Linked DNA regions of Athene noctua: region 1 is linked to region 2. A link is a contact called in public Hi-C data. All regions are on one chromosome and are shown on one strand. Each heading gives the region's core, a stretch centred on a gene start, on an enhancer-like site or on the middle of the called end of the contact. The rest is flanking DNA. Distances are from core to core; before and after follow the strand shown.

Region 1 (4,643 bases), core at 166-2,665, 140 kb after region 2:
TTTGTACTACCTCATGATCAAAATGGTTTCCCACCCAAGTGACACTCCCACTGTGTGTCAGCCTGCAAAAAGTGAGCAGAGACACTTACAAAACCTTGGGGCAACTTTCCCATAAAGCGTTTTCTTGTACCCCAAAAGAGAGACTTCTCTCGGTAACGATGTTTTACGAGGCCACGCCATTTTTACGTTAGTATTTTAGGTTCGCTCCCTCCATTCAGAAAAGCCTCGTCTCGAAAGCCTGACCCGGCAGCCCCGAGGCGCAGCTCGAAGCAACGCAAAGCCCTGCACTGAGGACCGCTAAACTGGATCCGAGCGTGGGGCTCCCTCCCCCGCCCCGATTGCTCCCCAATTTTGGCCGGGCAGGCGCTGGGAGCGATCCTTCCCAGCACAACACAGCGCTCCCAGAGGGGACCTGGCTGAGTGGCCGCTGCTTCCTGCCAGCGCTGTTTCCTTTGTCTCTCATTTCTGTCTACGCCACATTTTCCAACCGCTGCCATTTTAGACTCTGAGCTGGGCGGGGGGAGGAGGAGGAGGAACAAAGGCAGCAGCAGCAGCCGGCATTTTGATTTCCCCTCAGTCACCGCATGGCGGGGCCGGCCATTAACATCCGCTTACACAACACAAAGCGGGAGCCGGCCGGCTTCTACCAGCAACAGCTAGAGCCACCGTCCCTTGTGAGGGGGAAGGGAGGAGGAGGGAACCGCCCTACCGAGAGCTCCCCAAAGCTTCGGCACCGACGAAACGCCCGGCCAACCCACTGACCCACAAACCTCCAGCCAGCCCGCGTTCCCCGGCCCACCCCCAGTGACGGGCGGAGAGGGGAGAATCGAGCTCTGCGTGGGCCATCCGCACCCGGGGGTATGTCCCTGGAGAGCGGGGAGGGCGAGTCCATTTCCTCCAAAAAAAAAAAAAAAACCAAAAAAAAAAAACCCCACCCGCGTCCTTCATAAGCCGCCACACACAAGCGGGGGCAGCGCTGAGGCGGAAGGACCGAGCCCCCCCGCGGATCACACCGCCACCCACGCACAGCTGCCGCCCTCGCCGGCGTTCAGGGCTCCTTAAACCACTTCCCCTTCCCCGGCCTCCCCGCGCGAAGCTCCGGAGGCCTCGGGACGGCAAGTGCTGAGGAGAAGGGCTCCAGGGCCCAACCCCCACGACTCGCCGCCATTTTAAACGGCTGAAAAAAACAACCACCGGAACCCCGCAGTCAGGATAAGAGTCCGGACGCTGGCGGCGGCTAGCGCCGGCCGGGCCCCCGGACTCACCCTCTATCCCTGTCGCTGGAATACCCGGGCATGGCGATGGTGGCGGTAGGCGAGACGATCCCGGTCACTTAAAGTGGGTGTCGAAGGGCAGGGCAGGATCCGACGCCGTTGGTGGGGGCACTGAATGTAGAGCGCCTCTCCGCCCGGATGCCGGTTATATAAGGGGGCCGCGGGGGCTGCTGGGAACCGGCCGGTGACGCCACCGCAGGGCCCGCCCCTTCTCTTATGTAACGGCCCGATAGGCCCAAACCCCGCCCCCTCCCGTGTGGGCGTGGCCACAGCTCGGCCGACTGACCGGCTTCTGCTCTCGCGGCCGGAAGTTCCCCTCCTCCTCAGGGCGTGGCCTCCGCTGACGTCACTGCCCGCAGCGCCCCACCCGGAGGGCCCCCTCCCCCCGCAAGGCAGGGCGCGCGCGGCCGCGCCTGCGCAGAGCCGCTGGCGGCCCGCGGCCTGGTGGCGCCGGCTCGTCCCTTGGCCGAGGCCTGTGCGCGCCGCGAGCGGGCCTTGGCCTGACGGGAGCGGGGATTTCCCCCCTCCCAGCCCTTGGCCGCTGCACCTTGATGCCTTTCGGCCTCCCGGTTTGCCCAGAGAGCCGTTTGGCTGCGAGCTGTGGCGCAGGAGCAGCGGTGAGGCAGCGTGCTTCAGTTCAGGCCTGGCTGGGGCCGGAGGGCAGCTGGTGGAGCAGAGGGACCCCAGCTGCCCGCAGTGAAGTTCCCTGAGCTAAAAGCCTCACAGCGACAGTCACATAAACTGTTTGTAGAAAGCCTCCTGCAAGAGGTGAAACCCAGGCTTAAGTGGAGTTACCACATTTTAACTAGTAACTGATACTTGAAGGAAAGGTAGGTGCAGCCACACACCCGGGATCTCCCAGAGACTCAAGTCAGACACGCAGATCCCCACAACAGGTTGGACACATAACAGCAGATAGATATTAAACGCTACTTCGAGCAGCGCTTTTAGACTGCTACCCATTGCCCTTTATAAATATTAAATACATGTGATTGGAAGCAGTTACTATTTTTATCTCCTAATTCCACAACAGGGCTAGTAAAGCAATTCAAAGGTCACAAGAAGTGCACCAGTGCACTAAAGGACAGGACTGTTTAGAAAGTGCATGTATCATAAACATCAAATAGCTGAAGCGGATACTGTGTTGCTTATCTGCCCTGCTTTGCTAGCCCGAGGAATAACCTGAATATCTTGCTACCCGAGGCTTAAAGCACACAAAGGAAAAGGTGAAGCTTGAAGCATAAATGCAGTCATATTGCCAGACCACCTGTTTCAAGCAGTGGTGAATGCAAATGAAAACAACATAAGGAAGAAGTGCTGTAATAACACTCTCTGTTTATATCCTCCCACCTTCTAGCAATCCATGCTTTAAGGCTTTTCTGAGACAAAAATAACTGTATTTTATGGCCATTTCTTCACATTTTTGTCTTATTTATACTCTTAGCTTTTAAAATACCACGACAATGTCTTTCACAGTTTAATCATACACTACCTGAAAAACATTTCCTTTCTGTCTCAGCACGTTGCCTGGTAAGAACAAGGGGCACCGATGAGTTATTAGAAATGGTGAGTAATAAATTTCTGTTTATTTATACCCTTTGTGGCCATTAATATCTTCTAAGTCACCTCCTTTGTAAACTAGATCTGCAGTCTATCCTCTCCTTTAAAAGCAAATCCACACTTCTGATTATCCTTGCCATTTTCTCTTTATTAACAAGGATTCAGGATTTGAGCCCCATACAGATTTACATAATGAAGGCATACAGATGCTTTTGATCTGTTATATATTGTTTCCTAATCTTTTTCCTTTTTTTTTTTTTTGATTGTTGCTAAGAATGGAGCAAGGTTCTTCAAAGAATACTACTAGATGTTTCCACGATCTCTTCCTCAAACTAACAACTAAATTAGGCTTTTGTTTATGAATAGCCACAGCTGTTCCCACTTAGCAATTTGGAATACCACCTCAATCACTCACTTTTTAATTGTTTTGTTCTTTTAGTAGCACTTGACTAGGTTTCTTAATGCTGCAAATTGCCTGCAAATATCCCCTGCAAATTTCTGATAGGGGATCCTTCCCTTTTTTTTTTTCAGTATGAGTTACTGATTTAATATAGCTTATTAAATATTTTTCTCCAAAAATACCCCTTTTAACACTCGATACCTACTACCTACTCACTCTATAGGCTTCCTGCTTCTGAGGAGTCTGAAAAAGGTTTTTTCAAAGGCTGTGAAAATAGTAAATTGTCCGATCTTTTCTTATTCTTGCCCATTATATTTAGCTTAACAGTTGGGTTTTTTTTTGTTTGTATATAGTTTACTGGTTCCTCTTACTGTGCTGTTTAAGTTTTAAAGAATTGAAAAGACTAAACAAAAAACTCTGTCTCGCTTGCGTGCATTTAGTCTGCAAGTAACTCCTTTTGGTTTCCTCTTTGAGACAAACTTCCTCGTTTTTGTGTTCCACCCCTTTAAGGTAAACAGAATCGATTTTCTTGTTTTCTTACTTTGAGCCAAAATACACAAAGCAAATCAACACAGCTTTAGAGCTGCATATCTATCGAACTGAAATCCACGTTCTGGTATTAATTTCGAGAGTACTGAGATGCATGTGCTTATACACACAAGAGCTCTTTTGTGTTTATTAAAGCAGTATGTGCATTTGCATTATATCTAAAAATTATGTCTGTAGACTGTTAGAGGCAACATTGTCACTGATGTTTACTTGCTGCTATTGTTCTGAGTCATAATTGCTATCTTAGCCACTTGCCATGCTCCAGGAGCTTAAGGATATGGGCCACCATTATTTCTGGGTTTGGGGGACTTGATGCACCATGGAAACTCCGGAATTCCTAAGGCGCATGGAATACCGTTGCTCAGTAGGGAAGACAAATTTCACCATCCAACGTCTCCAAAACCCTGTACACTAACAGCTAAAAACACAGTGAGGCTCAAACGCTGCTGTTACCACTGGTGCACCAGGCACACCTCCACCACCTGCCGGTTTAATGCTCATGTAAACACCACCTCGGACTACCGGCAAGCACTCCCCGGCCGGGCCTGCAAGGTCAAGTGCTGGAACTTTCCTCCGCCAGAGGCCAGCCCTCTCCCCACCTCATTGCGCCTCTGAAAACAGGAACAACCCCCTCCCACTCAGGGTGACGAGGGTGGCACCACACCGGGCAAACCGCCGCCTTACAGAGCGGGCTTTATCACGCCGCCATTTTACACCGCCAGCCGCCCTCCGCAGCCGACACGCCGCCGGGCCGGGCCGCAGGGAGCGGCCGCCGGGCCCTTCCCGCCGCGGCTCGGCGAGGAGCGGGGCGCGTCACGTGACAGCCCCGCGCGGCCCGCACCAGGAAGCGGGGGAGGGGA
Region 2 (4,278 bases), core at 332-2,831:
AAAATTTTGTAAGTTTGCAAATCAGTGTTTTCCTTGCAAAATCTGAACTGCAAACCTGTCAAGACCCTGAAGATATCTCAGTCCAACCTTACAGTCCAGACCAAGGCAAAGACATTAACACCATAAAGATTTTAAAGCAATTTTTGCTGACCGCCTGTGTTTAATTTTTTCCAGTTTCGTAACGAAGGAACAACACTAGGTACGTTATACAACTTCACTACTAAATGTGTTTACTTTTAAAGAAGGGCAATGGAGCTATTATATCCCAGGTAAAAAAGCCTTCAGCTTTGCTTAACCTGAACTATAACCTCATCTATTACACCAGCATTTTCAGGTAACAATGAACAATCCATCAAACAACATAACCTAAAACTTTCCTCTGTCACACTCAGTATAATGGAAACAGCAAACGCCAGCTGGCCTTTTCATTGTCTCCTGATCCTGAGAATTTACAAAGGAAAGCACCTTTCAGAATGTTTGAATACTTAAGTTTTTCATCTCAGTGTACACACAGTAGACGGCACCCATTTTAAAGTACGCTGTTTAAAATTATTACCTCCGTACAAATAACCTGCTCCGCATTCCATCTGCTCTCACCAGTTTCACTATTCCCTGTGCTTTTATTACCCCACGCCGTACCTTATAACCAGCCTCTTAAGAGGTTGTGTAGAGGCAGCGACTTGTGCACTTCGACTTTCACCTTTGAATTCAGAACTGTAGTCTCTTTTGGATACCAACCTACTCGATGGACACTTAGTGCACATTGCTGTCTCCGCTCTGAAACAGAAGGATCGAAATGCCGTAAGACGGTCAGCAGGGCAGGCAGCGAGCCATGGCTGTTTGGATACCAACACACATACACCGGGGTTTTATCGGAAAGCAAAGAATCCTCCTCACTTATGATGTAATGAGGGGACAGAGCAAAGATCCAGCATGTCTCAGAAACTCCTCTAAACACCTACACACTTTCAGCTTCCAAAAGTTTCTTTGTCCTACTTTTATCAACCACTTTCTGGGAAGTTAACTCTATTTTCTATTTCGAGGGTTAGCGCTCACGCTACATGTTGGGGTACGCGTTCCGTGGAACAGGCAGAGGGTTGGCCCGGACCGGGCTGGCACCCCGCAGCCCCCCACCCCGGCGCACCCCGCGCTAACGGCAGGAAAACGGGCAGCGCGCTGGCTTCGCAAACCGCCGATGCGCACCGACGGCAGAGCGCCGGCAGGAGCCCACCGGGCCGTTCCTACAGCCCGCGACTCCCCTCCCCGCGCGCGGGGGGCCCGGCCTGCGCGGGGGGCGGCCTCCGCCGGCCCTGCCCGGCTCGGCCGTCCCCGCGCCCCGAGCGACCCGCGGCCGGGCGCACCGCGGCGGCTGCACCGCGGCCGCCGGCGCCCCAGGCCCAGCGGGCAGGCTCGGCCCGGGCCGCGCCTCGCTTACCCCGGGCCTCGGCGAGAGCAGCACCAGCAGCGCGCCCAGGCGGAGGAGAAGCAGGAACGGCGGGGGGCGGCGCGGCTCCATGGCTGCCACCCGCGGGGGCGCGCAGCCCGCTCCCCCCGCGCCGCGCAGCCTGCGCCCGCCGCGTGTCCGGCGCCACCCGCGCGGCGGGGCGGGGCGCGGCGGGGCCGCCCGCGGTGACGTCGGTGGCCCGGCCCGGCCCGGCGCAGGTACTGCCCGTGCGACCCCCCCCAGCCTCCCGGCGGTGCCTTCGGGCTCCCCGGGGAGCTGCGGCCAGCGGGGCCTCGCGGCTTCGTTCCGCTGCCGGAGCCGCCCGCTCTGTGCCAAGCCCCGACCAAACTGCCGCCGGCCCGGGGGGGAGCGGCGGGGGGGGGGCGATGACAGCTGGCTGGCTGCCGCTGGTTGTTTGGGGGGTTTAAAACACCTTGTGGGTAAATTCGGGCTCGACGAATTGCCGCCCTCCCCCAGCTATCGATTTTTCGCTTTCAAAGCAGATCGGGTCAAATTTATTTGGCACGGCTCCTGTTTTGACAAAGTCACTGTTGACCCTGGTGTGCCTTGCAAATGCCTTAAATAAATGCAAAAACAAGTAACGTGCCTCTCTGAACCAAAAACCAGGTCCAAACTCCTCGGAACTGATAAAAATAAACACAAAAATTACTGAACCAAATCGAAGCAGCTTTAGAAACACTGTTTGGTAAAGGCTTAGCTTTCAGGTGCCTATTTATATAACAAAGCCACTTTGTCCTTGCTACATATTGTTTGCTTTTTAATACTGATACCACTAATGGAGCCGCAGAGCACACCGAGTGCTAAATGTGCAGCCTGCACGGAACAGATCAGCTCTGGCAGCTCCCTCTTAATGTGTGCCTTTGGTTATACGGGCAGGAGGCATAATTAATGATCTAACCTGCAAGTATGAATACATAAAAACATCCTGGAGGTACAAACCACACAGATTTCAGTTCCCCGGTACTGACAGATGGGTTTCTTTATGGAGGACTGGGATTTGCAGCATTTGAGAACAAGCAGGCCAGCTAACACGCTGCATTACGCGTGCCATGGTAACAGCACGGACAAGGCACACATCTAGACCTCTACCACACGACGGAAAGTCCTCATAACCATGCACAGCGGCGGTCAACGCGGGCAGCTGTGCCTCTGTGGAAAGCACACGCGTGTTGTGCGAGATCCGAGGCCCGCGGTGTTAGCGCTCTCGCCGCGCTGCCTTCGCTCAGCTCCCGGCTTCGGGCTCGGCCGGTACCGCAGGATGGCAGCATTTCCCTGCTCGCCGGCCTCCACCTTCCCCGGGAAAAAAAAAAAAACTCGTAGCTGCCGGCCCGGCCCTCAACTCTGAAAATTGGTACCATTACCTCTCGAGCTGAATTTCATGCCGCGCTACGTTAAGGAAGTTTTTCAGCTGCGCAAACACTGCGAGCGCCACATCGAACCGTAGTTATTTAACGGGAGTGCCTCCCAACGGCCTCACGGGAGGTAGGAGAAACGTCAAAACCAAGGCGAGAGGAGCGGTACCGCGGGCCCTCCCGCTCCCCTCGCACCTCTGCCCAGAAACTGCGGAACCGCCTCTGAGGTCCGAGCGGGGCCTAAGCTTTTACATTTTTAATATTAAGCCCTATTTTTTAATCAAAGATCAACGCGATAGAGAAAACTACTAAAGGAAAGAGCACTATTGTTTCTGAAAAGGCGAATAAAGCCACACCAACGCGGGGGGGGGGGGGAGCACCCCCAGAGCCCCCTCAGCCTCTTCCCGCCTCCGCGCGCAACCGCACCCGGATGAGCACGTGCCCCCCGGATTTGAATCCTATTGGGCGAAACACTGAGGGGCGGGGCGCCGGTTGTCTATAAAAGGGAGCTCCGCGGAGCCTCGGCCTTTCTGTCGGCGCGGCGGGCGGAGGTGAGCGCTGGGCTGGCGGCGGGGGGCGGGCGGGCAGGCCGGGCCGGGCCGCGCTGATGTCCTTGACACGTGTTAGACTGCTGACATGCATGAAGCAAACCTACTACTGAGCGCCCAGGCTGCCGCCCACCGCGCGGGGCGGCTGCGGTGCACGGCGTCTGTAACCTCCCCGTTTCCCTCCGTGTCTTGCAGGGCCCGTGTGGCGACCGGCGGCGGCGAGCGGCCCGTCAAATAAAGCTGTCGTGCACCCCGCGAACGTGTCCGGCTGGTCCTTGCGCGCGTCTCGGCCCGTGTCCCGCACTGCCTTTGACCCGGCGGGGTGCCCTGCCCGCGGCGCCGCTGGCCAAGCTGCAGTGCTAGAGCGAAGCGCTTGTTCATAACTGGGGCAGCTCGGCCCGACCCGGGTGGCTCTTTTAAAAGCAAGTGACAGCTCGTCGCGGCCCCCCCAACCCCGTTCACGTCGCGGGGCAGCGCTGCCGCCACCGCACAAAATGGCGGCGGGGGGAGGGCGGCGGCCACAGCCGCTGGCGCAGAGGGTGACAGCAGGGAGCCGGGTTAGGCCTGCTCTGCCGCTTAACCCAGCCTAGGCCACAGCACTCCTTTTTCCTGAGGTACTGAAGTAGCAAAAGTCCTGGGACTCCTGACTATTCTTGCGGGAGAGCTAGCTGTTAAGTAGGAGAAAGCAGCCACTCTTGGGCGTCCTTTAGGCACACGGCAGAAGAGAACTTGAAACAAAATGAAAAACTGACTGCAGTGATGTGAGCTGCAGCTCAACAGCCTCTTTCTTATCTTTTGTTAAGAGCTGTGCTTATGCTGTCCGGCAGGCAGAGGACAGTTACACGGTGCTTTCTGTAAATAGGAAAGCTAAATCTGTACCCACACTACTGACAGGATTGGACATGTAAGTAAT

The links. Hi-C and Micro-C count contacts between places; a contact is called where the count stands out from the background.
Region 1: a Hi-C map of heart shows a contact between it and region 2, with 2.5 times the contacts expected there. The contact joins the promoter of DDX5 here to the promoter of ERN1 in region 2. A contact is called at or near these places in 2 of 2 Hi-C or Micro-C datasets (heart and liver).

Annotation. Positions count from the first base shown.
Region 1 is chr18:10,673,693-10,678,335 of bAthNoc1.hap1.1, forward strand. It overlaps DDX5 (DEAD-box helicase 5), which reads right to left and starts at 1,416. Exons shown (of 13, transcript XM_074921793.1): 1 at 1,290-1,416. The coding sequence starts at 1,297.
Region 2 is chr18:10,530,530-10,534,807 of bAthNoc1.hap1.1, forward strand. ERN1 (endoplasmic reticulum to nucleus signaling 1) reads right to left here and starts at 1,582. Exons shown (of 22, transcript XM_074921912.1): 1 at 1,436-1,582. The coding sequence starts at 1,516. It overlaps LOC141968112 (small nucleolar RNA SNORD104), which reads left to right and starts at 3,419; the gene lies at 3,419-3,480. It overlaps LOC141968113 (small nucleolar RNA SNORA50), which reads left to right and starts at 3,664; the gene lies at 3,664-3,800.